Linked DNA regions of Sus scrofa: all the other regions are linked to region 2. Evidence: chromatin contacts called from public HiChIP or PLAC-seq data. All regions are on one chromosome and are shown on one strand. Each heading gives the region's core, a stretch centred on a gene start, on an enhancer-like site or on the middle of the called end of the contact. The rest is flanking DNA. Distances are from core to core; before and after follow the strand shown. Region 1 overlaps DOCK10 (dedicator of cytokinesis protein 10). Region 2 overlaps DOCK10 (dedicator of cytokinesis protein 10). Region 3 overlaps DOCK10 (dedicator of cytokinesis protein 10).

Region 1 (4,120 bases), core at 777-3,276, 80 kb after region 2:
ACTGATACATGTTACAACATGGATGAACCTTGAAAACATTATGCTAAGTGAAAGAAGCCAGTCCAAAAAAAGTACCCATGAGGGAATTCCCGACATGGCTCAGCAGTAAGAAACCCTACGAGTATCCGTGAGGACGTAGGCTCCATCCCTGGCCTAGCTCAGTGGGTTAAGGGTTTTGGCATTGCCGTGAGTTGTGGTGGCTCAGATCCTGAGTTGCTATGGCTGTGGCATAGGACAGCAGCAATAGCTCCAATTCAACCCCTAGCCTTGGAACCTCCATATTCTGTGGGTGCGGCTCTAAAAAAAAATAGTTTCCATGATATGAGTCCATCTACATGAAATGTTCACAATAGGCAAATCTATAGAGACAGAAAGCTGGTTAGAGTTGCCTAAGGGCTGGGGAGAATGGAGAAAGGGAAGTAACTGCTACTGGATGTGGGGTGTCTTTGGGGGTAATGAAAATGTTCTAAAAGTAAATAGTGAAGTAATCCTATGCATAAACTTAAAACCACTGAATTTATACTTTAAAAGTGTGAATGTGATAGCATGTCAGTTGTATCTTAATAATAGTGCTGGGTTTTTTGTTTTTGTTTGTTTTTAAGGATTGCTCTAGGCATTAAGATGGGGTGATGTAGGTGGTCAGAGATGGGATACAAAAAAAATCATAAAAAAGCAGGTCTGCATTCAAGTCCTTCATTCTTTAAAAGGAATAACAAAATATACCAAAGAAGCAATAAAGAACATGGCAAAACATTTCATTTACTGTTCTATTTTATTCCCAAGCCAGATTTAATGTGCCTTGCTTACATGCAAAACACACATATAAAATGACTAGCTGAATTAATCATTTGCAGAGCTTTGGAGTCTAGAGTCTTCTATAGTTAAGACTTCATGGGTGATTCAGGCAGTAAATGATATAATTCAGAGACAAGAAGAAGGAGGCTGGATGAATTAGAGAGAATTTTCAAAAGGAGCTGACACCACTGCCAAATCTGAGATTAGGAGAGAGCAAGGAAAGAAAGGGATTTTCTGAGAGGCGGAGGAGACTGGGTAACCAAGGCATGTTCAGGAAGGAGCCTAGCACAGAAGAAGGAATGTGAGCAGACATATGGAAAGATGCCGTGGCGGCTTGGCTGCGGTGGGTTGGCTTATTTCTTAGGCCTGTTGCTCCTCAAGGGGGCCGTGTCTGCAGGCCTCACACGGAGCAGGCTTCTTCCCTGTGCCTCCTTGGAAAGAAAACTCAGACCACAGCCTCTGAGTCCTTGCCAAAGGGAGGCCCTGGTGTAATAAGTATCTTTATATTGTTGGAGCCCTGAAAAATGAAGCACAGGAAAAAAAGTGAAGTGACTTGCTCAGTGTTTTGCTGTCCAAGCATAAACACCTTTGAACTAAGTCTCCAAAGTCCCCTGATTATATACGTAAATACTACAAAGCATGGGTCGCCATGCTTGACTTGGCCAGAAGATGACAGCAGTCCGATTATGGGCAACAGCTCAGTATTTGTGCATTTCCCATACTGTTTAACTTCAGCAAAACAAGGACAACCTTTAGGTATGTGCTTTTCCATATGTAAAGCACAAGGAAAGGTATTAATGAGAAATTCTCACATATTTTTAAAAAATGAAATCATAGTATTCTTCTGAAAGGGGTAAAAAATGTAGTATAAGTGTCTGCTCTACGAGGAGAAAAGGCAGCATCAGTGTCTTAATTTGAGAACTTTAGGTGAAGATCCCTTTCAAACCCAGGCTTACATTGGAATTGACTGTGAAGTGTTGGTTAATTGTCCCTATTGTGTGACTTGTTGGCTTCTCCAGCTCAGACTGATGGGTTCCTCTGAACACCATCATTTCAGTCTGCTTTTCTGAGCAGCTGGGTTCTACAATACTGTCACAGGGAGCTTAGCTCAGCTCCAAGATAGGAAAAGCAGCTTCTTTCTTAGACTTTGACAGTGGCCTTTGGCCAATTGAGAAATGGCCCCTGTGTGCTTAGAATGAAATCTCCTGTAGTCATTTTAACCAGCAGAATGGTGGCTATAAAAAGCCACAAAGACTCTCCACGGCAGAGTGGAAGGAACCAGAAAGTGGCAGGGCTGTAGTGCAAGGTATCTGTATATCACGGACCTGAAACTATAAACAGAGGCCTGCATGCCTCATTTCATAAAAAAAAAAAAAGGATAGTTCTTATTTCCAAATTCCTAACCTCTGGACAATAGGCCCCTTATAAGTCTCTATTATCAAAAGAGGAGCTCGGCTGAGTTCCAGTGCAGTCTCGGATCCGTTTCATGCTATTGAGCTACACTAAGTGTCGACCAGAGGGTGTATAAAGGAGAACAGGAAGTCTATGTGGCCAAGGCAATTTGTAGTGGTCTGAAAGTACCTAGTTCTCAGAAAAGCAATTCTTGGTAACCATATTAATACTCTTAACCAATATGACTTGATGTATTTTTCTTCTTCTTTGACCAATTTATTTTTGCTTCAACAGAAATCAAAAATGAGAAGGACGGGTATGGGATTGAGAAGCAGAGACTATTATGTATGAGATACATGAGCTGCAAAGACAGAGAGTACAACACAGCCAGGATGTGGTAGTCGCTCTTTTAAACATTGTGACTCTCTATGTTATATACCTGTCACTTATGTAAATTGTACATCAGCTAAAGGTCAGTTAAACCTGGGGGGAAAGGGTATCAAAAATGAGTAGAAGCCCTACAAGTCTCCAAGTGGAAATTTTATGGAGGCCCTCTGCTTTTTCAGGCACATTCTCCAGGACTACAACAAGCTATAACTGAGGTCCATAGCATGTTATAGGTGTCCATTATACAGGCATTCCTTTTCTTGTACTTATGTGCTCTGCGTAAGGTATTAGATAGGCAGTGACCCCATGCATGTGGTAGAATACTGCTTGAGATTTATCACGTGGTTATAGGAGGGTGACTCAGCCTCAGCTGCCTTGTTTAGTAAAGAATCACCATCATTTCCTAATTAGAAGGCATCAGTAATCACACATGCATTGTCCATATGATTGTCCCCATGATGCATTTTTATTACCCCAGTGTGAATGGATGTGGAATGTCATACATGGAATATGAGTATTAGTCTATGTATTTGGGGCCCTAATCTTTATGCTATGACATCATAAATCCACGTAGCCATGTGATTATTATTACTGGAAACCTGAGCCCTCCTTCCAGAAACTTAGCATTAAGATTAAAAAAAAAAAAAAAAAAAACAAACTTAAACCAGTTCCGCATTCATTCTATTGCATTATACCACAGAGCACTGATCTTAGTGGGACAGTAGATTTATGGTCTCATTAAACAGGAAACTAAAATTTGGGCCACTTTACTCTCCATCAGACTTTGAGTATTTTAGGGCACCTATTACTTTTTCAAGGCAAGAAATCACTAAGAAACTAGCAGATAATGAAAAAAAAGAGAATCATTTGCCTTTTATATAAAATTACTATGAAATAATGACTGAACTGTAGACAATCTTTTGAATTACAGGGGAAAATTCTTAATCTTGACAGTCAAATACATTATGTAATACTCCCTGGAAATCAGTGAAGTTACACTGTGTATCTGCAAATTATGTGTCCAACCAGGAAATCAGTTATTCGTAGATCGCTGAAATACAGCAGTAGGAGTTCCTGTCACGGCTCAGCAGAAATGAATCTGACTAGCATCCATGAGGATGTGGGATTGATCCCGGGCCTCATTCAGTGGGTTAAGGATCTGGTGTTGCCACGAGCTGTGGTGTAGGTTGCAGACGTGGCTTGAATCTGGAGTGGCTGTGGCTGTGGCTTAGGCCGGCAGCTATAGCTCTGATTCTACCCCTGGCCTGGGAACCTCCATATATCACATGTTGGCCCTAAAAGGACAGAAAAAATTTTTAAAAATGAAATACAGCAGTAATCCTTAAAGCTCCATTTAGGCATGATTTTAATCTTCTACTCCAAACTTTCAATAGAGTTTATTTGCTGTTTATCTTCTAACAGAAAGAATAACATAAAAGGAGCAACTTGAAAGAGAAAATTCAAAAGGAATCCAACACATAAAATCTAAGTACTGATAAACCCTAAATTGGCCCCCTCATAACTTCACATGGAAGGCCATGGCTCC
Region 2 (4,083 bases), core at 97-2,596:
CAGCTTCTTGGTTTTTAATTTCGATGTTTATTTTTGCTAGACTATCCGAACTGAGCAGTGGGCTCTATAAAATTAGACCTGAGGGGGGCAGTTGTAGGACTGCATTTAAACATTAAGATTTAAGTGATGTAAAAGATATAAAGTTATAATGCCTTTGAACATTTCATGTGAGAATCATGGCTTCTCTCCCCAAAGTGGCTTGGAAGCCATGGAGCCTCTATTATCAGGATACATGCAGATCATAGAGCTTTAAAGAAACAATATTTCTCATAGTTTTAGCAGCCAGGAAAGGTCATGAGGGATCAAGGATGCTAGTGAAATGCCAGCCACTCCACTCTATAAGATTTGGAACGAGGACTGCTATTAGAGAAAACCTTTTATTTGAGACTGAAATAAATGGAGAGTATTTCTGGGCTTTGGATGTGCCGTTTTTTGAACAAACAATTCATTTGATTAAAAATGAAGTCAGTGAAATCAGTAGAGCATGACTTCAGGATTGTGGGTCTTTACTCGGATTCTCATTGAGAGGACTGCACTGCCAGCGATAATTCTGCGCCTCAGATCCCTCTTCTGGTGGAAGAAAGCCCACCCCACCCCCCAGGGAGCTCAAACTCTCCTTGAGGGTATTTATTCCGAACTCCCAACTCAAAACTGTAGCCTTCTGAAATTCCTTTCCATTCGTTATTAGAGATGGCATTTGTCCCCTTATAAGTTTTCTCCCTCTTTCATCAGTTCTTACCTGTCCACCCCAGGGCAGGCAACACCGATCTGGTTCATACTGATTCTTCAGTGTGTTCTGAGCACCTGCCAACACTCCAGACCCTTTCTGGGAGCCATGGGGGATGAGATGTCGAGTACTGGTTTCTGTCCTTCTGCCTCTGTGGATGTATCCATTCGTCTGTCTGAGCCTGTGTCTGGCTCTTGTCATACTGTGATGAGCAGTCACTAAAACACTTTCTGAATCTTAATCTAGTCACTTCTAAAAGAAAGCTGAACAGCTGAGGCCAAAGAAATAATCAACCACTAAGGCCAGAGAAATTAATAGATCTAGTTCTCGTTCATGTCTGTCAATAAAGGGCTCTAAGAAGAACCAGGTTTGCTTCTGCATAAACTCATCAAGGAAGCTTTGTGTGTGGCCGTTGGTACTGTTGTAGCAATTCCTGGTTGCAATTCCTGGCTAGTATCTGCTTTTATTCCTCATGCCACTTAGGGATGAGATCTGAAGAAATGATACTATGATGAAATGATACTGAGGATGACAATTTGGTCATTCTTACACAACAATGCAGCAAAGAGGATGAATGTTTGCTCTTGAGGCCTCTTCTCACAATGGACACCAGAGGGCGGTGCTTATATGAAGAGATTTTAGCATCAGGCAGAGAAGCATGTTTGTCTGCAGGAGCAGGGTGCCTTTCATGTTTGAAAGATTTTTCTTCACTTTCCTTCCCAGGCATTATGTATCCATCCTTCAAGGTCCAGCTCAAATCTTTTAGCTTCTAAGAAACCACATCTAGGAGTTCCCGTCGTGGCTCAGTGGTTAACGAATCCGACTAGGATCTATGAGGTTGCGGGTTCAATCCCTGGCCTTGCTCAGTGGGTTAAGGATCTGGCATTGCCGTGAGCTGTGGTGTAGGTTGCAGATGCGGCTTGGATCTGGCATTGCTGTGGCCCTGGTGTAGGATGGCGGCTACAGCTCCGATTAGACCCCTAGCCTAGGAACCTCCATATGCCCTGGGATCGGCCCTAGAAAAGGCAAAAAAGACCAAAAAAAAAAAAAGGAAAGAAAAGAAAGAAAAAGAAACCATGTCTAACTCTCCTGGCGGAATAAACTGCCCCTCATGGTACTTTAAATAAAACTTGATTTTAGGCACTCTGGTATACAGTGGCACACCTCTAATAAGCCTGCTCATGGTTTACCAAAGTCCCAGCACCTGCTCTTGCCTCCTGTGTACTTGTTGGTAAATACACATACCCTGAAAAATCACCAAAACTACTACTATTATGTCTGCTATTATTAGCCAACCAATCACTTTAAAGCTAATCATTTCAAAATACTGATAAGCTATCACTGCCTGTAATACTCTTTGACTCCCCACTGTTGACACTAACCAGCTCTAAACATAGGTTAACTCCTTCAACGCCAGGTTAACACACCACTTTCTAGCAATGGCATTTCTTTCTAGGAGGAGCTAGAGCACTGTTGTAAAGCATCTTTCTCCAAAGGCCATGGCTGGCCGATGGACTCATCATTCTCAAGCCCTTCTTCTTCCTCTTCCTGCTCTTACTGAGGACACCTTCTAGGCATTGCGAATGTGTTGAAATTCTGTTGGCCTCCAAATGGGGTGGGCACTATGTTTCTTTTCCATGAGTTGTGGACAGGAAATGCTCAAGACAAAACCATTGAAAAGTGGGCTTGGTTGCTCTTAAAAAGTAAGTCTGCTTTTTTAAAAAAAGAAAAGTAGGCTGGTGGAGCGGGAAAGAGAAGTTGCTGGTCAGTGGGTATGAAGTTCAGTTGTGTAAGTTGAGTAGGTTCTTGAGATCTGCTATACAAAGTATCTCTGCCCATAGATAATAATACTGTACTGCACACTTCAATGTCGATTAGGTGAGTAGACCTCATGTTGAGAGTTCTTACCACAATAAAGAAAAAGAAAAAAGGAGAGAGAGGGAATAAAGTGGGTTTTTCTTGCCCTGTTAAAGCATTTGCCTCTTGGGGAGTTCTCTTGTGGCTCAGCTGGTTAAGAACCTGACATAGTCCCCACGAGGATTCGGGTTCCATCCCAGGCCTCCCTCAGTGGGTTAAGGATCCAGCGTTGCCACAAGCTGCAGCATAGGTGGCAGATGCAACTCGAATCTGGTATTCCTGTGGCTGCAGCATAGGCTTCAGCTGCAGCTCTTGTTTGACCCCTAGCCTGGGAACTTCCATATGCTGCAGGTGCAGCCAAAAAAAGAAAAAAAAAAAAGATTTACCTTTTGTTCTTCCACACATGGAAAGTACAATTCCATTAACGACTATAAGAAACAACATATATCTCCAGACACCAAGAATTCCCCAGAGGTCATGAGTCTTTCCTTGTGTTTTTAGAAACAGACACACAAACCAATAGAAGCTACAGCAATGGGACTGAAACATGACATGAAAGGCTAGTAATTGTGTGTGTGTGTTTATAATTTGAATGATCCTAGAGCTTTTTTTATACATGATAGGACATAACTTTTATGGCTTCAGAAGACTCACCAGGAATCACTTCCTTGGGGCCAGCTGTATTTTTGCATAAACGGTATTTGCTATGAAAAGCCACATCCTCTTAGCCCTCGGTAGACCATAATTTTCTAATTTAAGGTCACTTACCAATTGAAGTGACTGCATCAGTGCCTTGTGACATGGAGCAGGATGCATTCTGAAGAACCATCAGCAGGGAAACTATCATGTCATATCTAATAAAGCTTTCAAGTCCATTCCTGAGCTTTTCCAAGCACTTGACATGCAATAAAATAAGTGCTAATATTTACTGTTGCGTATGGCCAGATTGCAACCATCAGATTGGAGACCTGGGAAAAGTTGCTTCTTTGGGCTTAATTTTTCTTATCTGATATGATGGGCAGTACATAAGACGGTGCTCATTTTAGGCCAAAAATCCATCCCCAAACACCATTACAATGTTCACGGGTAAGATTTTCCTAAGAGCAAATCATGTTTTATTTGAGATGGATGCCAGAACGTAAACCCCAAGGAATGAGCGCTCACCTCTCTGTGCTCACTGTTCTGTCCTCCGGGCCTGGGACAGTGTCTGGCACAGGCTCACCTTCAGTAAATTCTCATTAAATGGAGAAAGCTTCTTCCTTTCCTTTCCTCCCTCCCTCCCTCTCTCCATTCCTTCCTTCCTTTTTTTTTTTTTTTTTTTTTTTTTAATGCAGAGTAGGAAGGAAAGGAGGGAAGGAGGAAGATAAGTTGACATATTAACACCTCATTAAGCTGAACCTGCTCTCTGAGATAACGGTGCTGAAGCAATCTTGAAGGTTTGCGTGTGAAATTTCATATTATGAGTGATGTTTCAAGAGCAACACTTTTGTAAGAGAAAA
Region 3 (3,535 bases), core at 936-3,435, 120 kb after region 2:
CATTGTTTCTCAAGAGTTTAATCTCAGAAACAGACACAATGCTTTTAACAGACAATGCTGTTCTGCAAGCACTCAGTCCAGTCCCCAAATTATTGTCCTTTGTATTCAATGTGACATGGACCACTGTGGCACAGGGAAGCAGAATAATTCCATAGGCCTCATTTGAACACCTTATTTAAAAAAAAATGTGTTCTTTCTACTCTGATGAAATAGCTATCCTTCTTCTCTCTTACGTAAGAATTGAAGCAATCAAGCGTTTTAGCGATCTTACCCCAGATTTCAGATGCTGGCTCATTGAGGTTGAGGACTCTGTTTTAGGTCACAGGCCACTAGGAACAATTCTTTGTGCAGCCATGGGCATTCACATAGCTTGGTACATGGCTGAGGTTACATCTTGAGTCAATACAGGGGCACTTGGATGTGTAGATGCAAAATAGAGTCCTTTCCAGTCACTCAAGCCTGGTCTATTTCTGGATGGTTTATCTGTTAAAATCTGGAATTTCTCCAGAAAGTCATAATGCTGAACTTTAAAAGGAAAGAATTAATTAAGTGTTGCTGAGCATTCCACTGGAAGTGAAAGATAATTGCTTTTTAATACAGATGCCAACCTTCCATATGGGAAGGGCAATAAGGATTTCAATGGAGGGTGGAGGTAGTTTTATTTTGTTGGTCACAGAGGAGGCTCTTTGGCTTTAGAAATACGAAGTAATACTTTTGCAATAGGTTAAAGATCAGTAACTCCATTTTGTAGAGGTGGACTGAAAAACTTAAATATTTTCTTTTCCATTTGTACTTCTGAACTTGCTCTTGCAGGAGTTCCCATGGTGGCTCAGTGATAATGAAACTGATGAGTTTCCATTAGGACACAGGTTTGATCCCTGGCCACGCTCAGTGGGTCTAGGATCCAGCAATTGCCATGAGCTGTGGTGTAGGTCACGGATGCAGCTTGGACCTGGCATTGCTGTGGCTGTGGTGTAGGCTGGCAGCTGCAGCTCAGATTCGACCCCTAGCCTGGAAACTTCCATATGCCATGGGTGTGGAACTAAAAAGACAAAAAACAAAAACAAACAAACAAACAAACAAAACTTGCTCTAGCAAATGTGTCATCGTCTTTCAAGAAGTTGTAGCCCTTGTTGTGCATTCGGTTTGCCAAGATACAAATTATTGTATCATTTCTTCTCCCAAGAAGAATGTAAGTGTTGAACGCACAGGGTTAGTTGGTACTCTAACCTGACCTTCCACTACAGGGCCCCCTTCTCCATCACCTCTCAGACTGTGGTTCAATCACTGCTTAAGTGGTGCCTTGGAAGGAGAACATCTTCTGTGGGAAAATATAAGCTCGGGTTTGTACAGGTCGATGGTGAACTTTTACTATTTGGGAGCTTTGTGTAAGTTACTCAAGCTCTTTGATTTCTGGTTTCTCATCTGTAAAACTAAAATAAATGTGCTAACATGTGAAAAGGATCTGGGACATAGTGTGTCCTCAGCCACCCTTTACTGGTCTTTCCTCTAATTACAAAGGTCACAACTTTGAGACATAAACGTCCCATTGCAGGAAAGCCCTCTTAGAAAATATCGATTCACCTTCCTGAAGTATCTACTGAAACATGCTAATTTATCCATTTCTTTATTCGTTCATCCAATAAACTTACTTCGTGTTTATGACATGCTTGAGCATTGGGAATTCTTTGCTGATGTCATAACCAGAGACGGACATAGGCTATTATAAAAGTATTACACAGTGTCTCAAGAGCCATAATGGAGGTATAAATGGCACTTTGAATGGAATGTTCTAGGAACATAGAGCAATGATAAGCTCTTCTGGGTTGGATGCAAAGATGCATAGAACAAAACGAGCATATATATATATGTAGGAATGCCCAAGGTAGATTTTGCACATTAAAGCACAATTGAATAATCCTACTTGATTTTACAATAGGTAGCCGTTCGAATATCTGGGAACATGTATTATATATTTTAAAGAGTGCGTACTCTATCCCTTTGTTTTTATTTCTCTTTATGAAGAACTTGTTACCCTTTGTAGAGGGAAGAAGCTTTAGCTTCTTGAGATCACTTTGGGAAGTTAGACATCTTTGTGCTTTGTCACCTCATATCTGCCTGTTCTTACATATTTGCTTACAGCTCTTTCTGATTTGTAAGTTTTTGCATCTGGAAAGAGGATTCTGAATGAGGTAGTGCAAGATTAGTCAGTGTTCTAGCAAGCTCTCCGGCACAAAATGTGCCTGGAGATGAAACATGTACACACAGAAGCAAAAAGCAAATGAATAATAGGATGAGTCAGACCTATTTTGTCAAGAATCGCTGTCAGTTTCCCTTGAATAAAACAGAAAAGAGGAACAAAAGACTTTGCCTCAGAAAGTGCTACCAACCATCCGGCTATTCTTAGGGCGTTCAAGTTCATAACAGTCTTTAGTGAGCAGACCATTTTAGTTCACTTCCTTCAGGCCAGATCTATATCATTGTATCTTCATAAGAATAATCCTTGGAATTCTTAGAAATATATTTCAAGGGAAACTTCAATTCGAGAGAAATCCTGACCCAAATTTCTAAGAGGCTTTAGGTAACATTTATGATTTGAAATTTCCTGGACCTTAGTAAAATAAAAACCGAACAGTAGTTTTCCACTTTTGTGTGATATCATCAAACAGTACTAGATCTGTTTTATACCCCTCATTCTCAATCGGAAGAGTAAGGATCTCATCTTCTTGTTCTACTCTTATTTGTATTTACTTATCTTAAAAGTATAGGTTTTGCTTTAGTACAGTTGTGAGTGACCTAAAGGTTTTAGAATAGTGTAAGAGTTACATACGTGTTATCAGAGTTATCTGGAGGTGAATTAAAGGTGGAATTTCTTCCATAATTCTTACAACCCACCCCAGGTTGTAGAATATATATGTGTATTTGCTTTTTAGGGCCACACCCCATGGCATATGGAAGTTTCCAGGCGAGGGGTCCAGTCGGAGCTGTAGCTGCCAGCCTATACCACAGCAATGCAGGATCCAAGCCACATCTGTGACCTACACCACAGCTCATGGAAACACCAGATCTTTAACCTACTGAGCAAGGCCAGGGATCGAACCCACATCCTCACGGATGCTCGTCAGGTTCATTAACTGCTGAGCCATGAAGGGAACGCCCACACTTATATTTCTGATCTCCTGGCAGAAATATATAAAACTGCCGTAATAATTTGCTTTCATGTTCCCTCTACTTTACATATGCCTCTCCAATCTTTAAACAGCTCACTCTTTTTCACAGATTTCACCTTCCGTGAAAGTCCAGTCTAAAGTAGCTACTTATCACATGATCCCATTCTAATTTGTTGGTGTACTCCTTCCATCATTCATTCATGCCTAAGAATAGCATCCTGCATTGTCCCATTCATAAAATATGACTGTTTTGAACTTGTTGTCGAACCCTTCTATGTGACGGCCCTGTTGCAGGACAGAGTGGTGATCCAGCCTTTGTGGAGGCAGCCGTGAGGGAAAACTGGGATGGTCACATCAATAAATGC

Evidence for each region. HiChIP or PLAC-seq counts read pairs in DNA pulled down with a chosen protein or histone mark.
Region 1: an H3K27ac HiChIP or PLAC-seq map of alveolar macrophages shows a contact between it and region 2. The contact joins two enhancer-like sites. A contact is called at or near these places in 2 of 47 Hi-C or Micro-C datasets (embryonic fibroblasts and skeletal muscle) and 1 of 2 datasets of contacts at active chromatin or transcription factors (alveolar macrophages).
Region 3: a contact with region 2 is called in an H3K27ac HiChIP or PLAC-seq map of alveolar macrophages. The contact joins two enhancer-like sites. A contact is called at or near these places in 18 of 47 Hi-C or Micro-C datasets (alveolar macrophages, blood, embryonic fibroblasts and 8 more) and 1 of 2 datasets of contacts at active chromatin or transcription factors (alveolar macrophages).

The regions. Positions count from the first base shown.
Region 1 is chr15:126,584,742-126,588,861 of Sscrofa11.1, reverse strand. All of the region lies in intron 2 of DOCK10 (dedicator of cytokinesis protein 10), which reads left to right. Among named protein-coding and RNA genes, the nearest start is that of DOCK10, 120 kb to the left of the region's middle. Within about 2 kb of position 2,026, at least 19 of the 83 cell types and tissues checked have an H3K27ac peak or open chromatin away from gene starts, as enhancers often do. A contact at or near this core is called in alveolar macrophages, where this site is marked.
Region 2 is chr15:126,663,709-126,667,791 of Sscrofa11.1, reverse strand. The region is part of intron 1 of DOCK10 (dedicator of cytokinesis protein 10); the gene reads left to right. Among named protein-coding and RNA genes, the nearest start is that of DOCK10, 46 kb to the left of the region's middle. Within about 2 kb of position 1,346, at least 4 of the 83 cell types and tissues checked have an H3K27ac peak or open chromatin away from gene starts, as enhancers often do. A contact at or near this core is called in alveolar macrophages, where this site is marked.
Region 3 is chr15:126,544,126-126,547,660 of Sscrofa11.1, reverse strand. The region is part of intron 7 of DOCK10 (dedicator of cytokinesis protein 10); the gene reads left to right. Among named protein-coding and RNA genes, the nearest start is that of DOCK10, 170 kb to the left of the region's middle. Within about 2 kb of position 2,185, at least 7 of the 83 cell types and tissues checked have an H3K27ac peak or open chromatin away from gene starts, as enhancers often do. A contact at or near this core is called in alveolar macrophages, where this site is marked.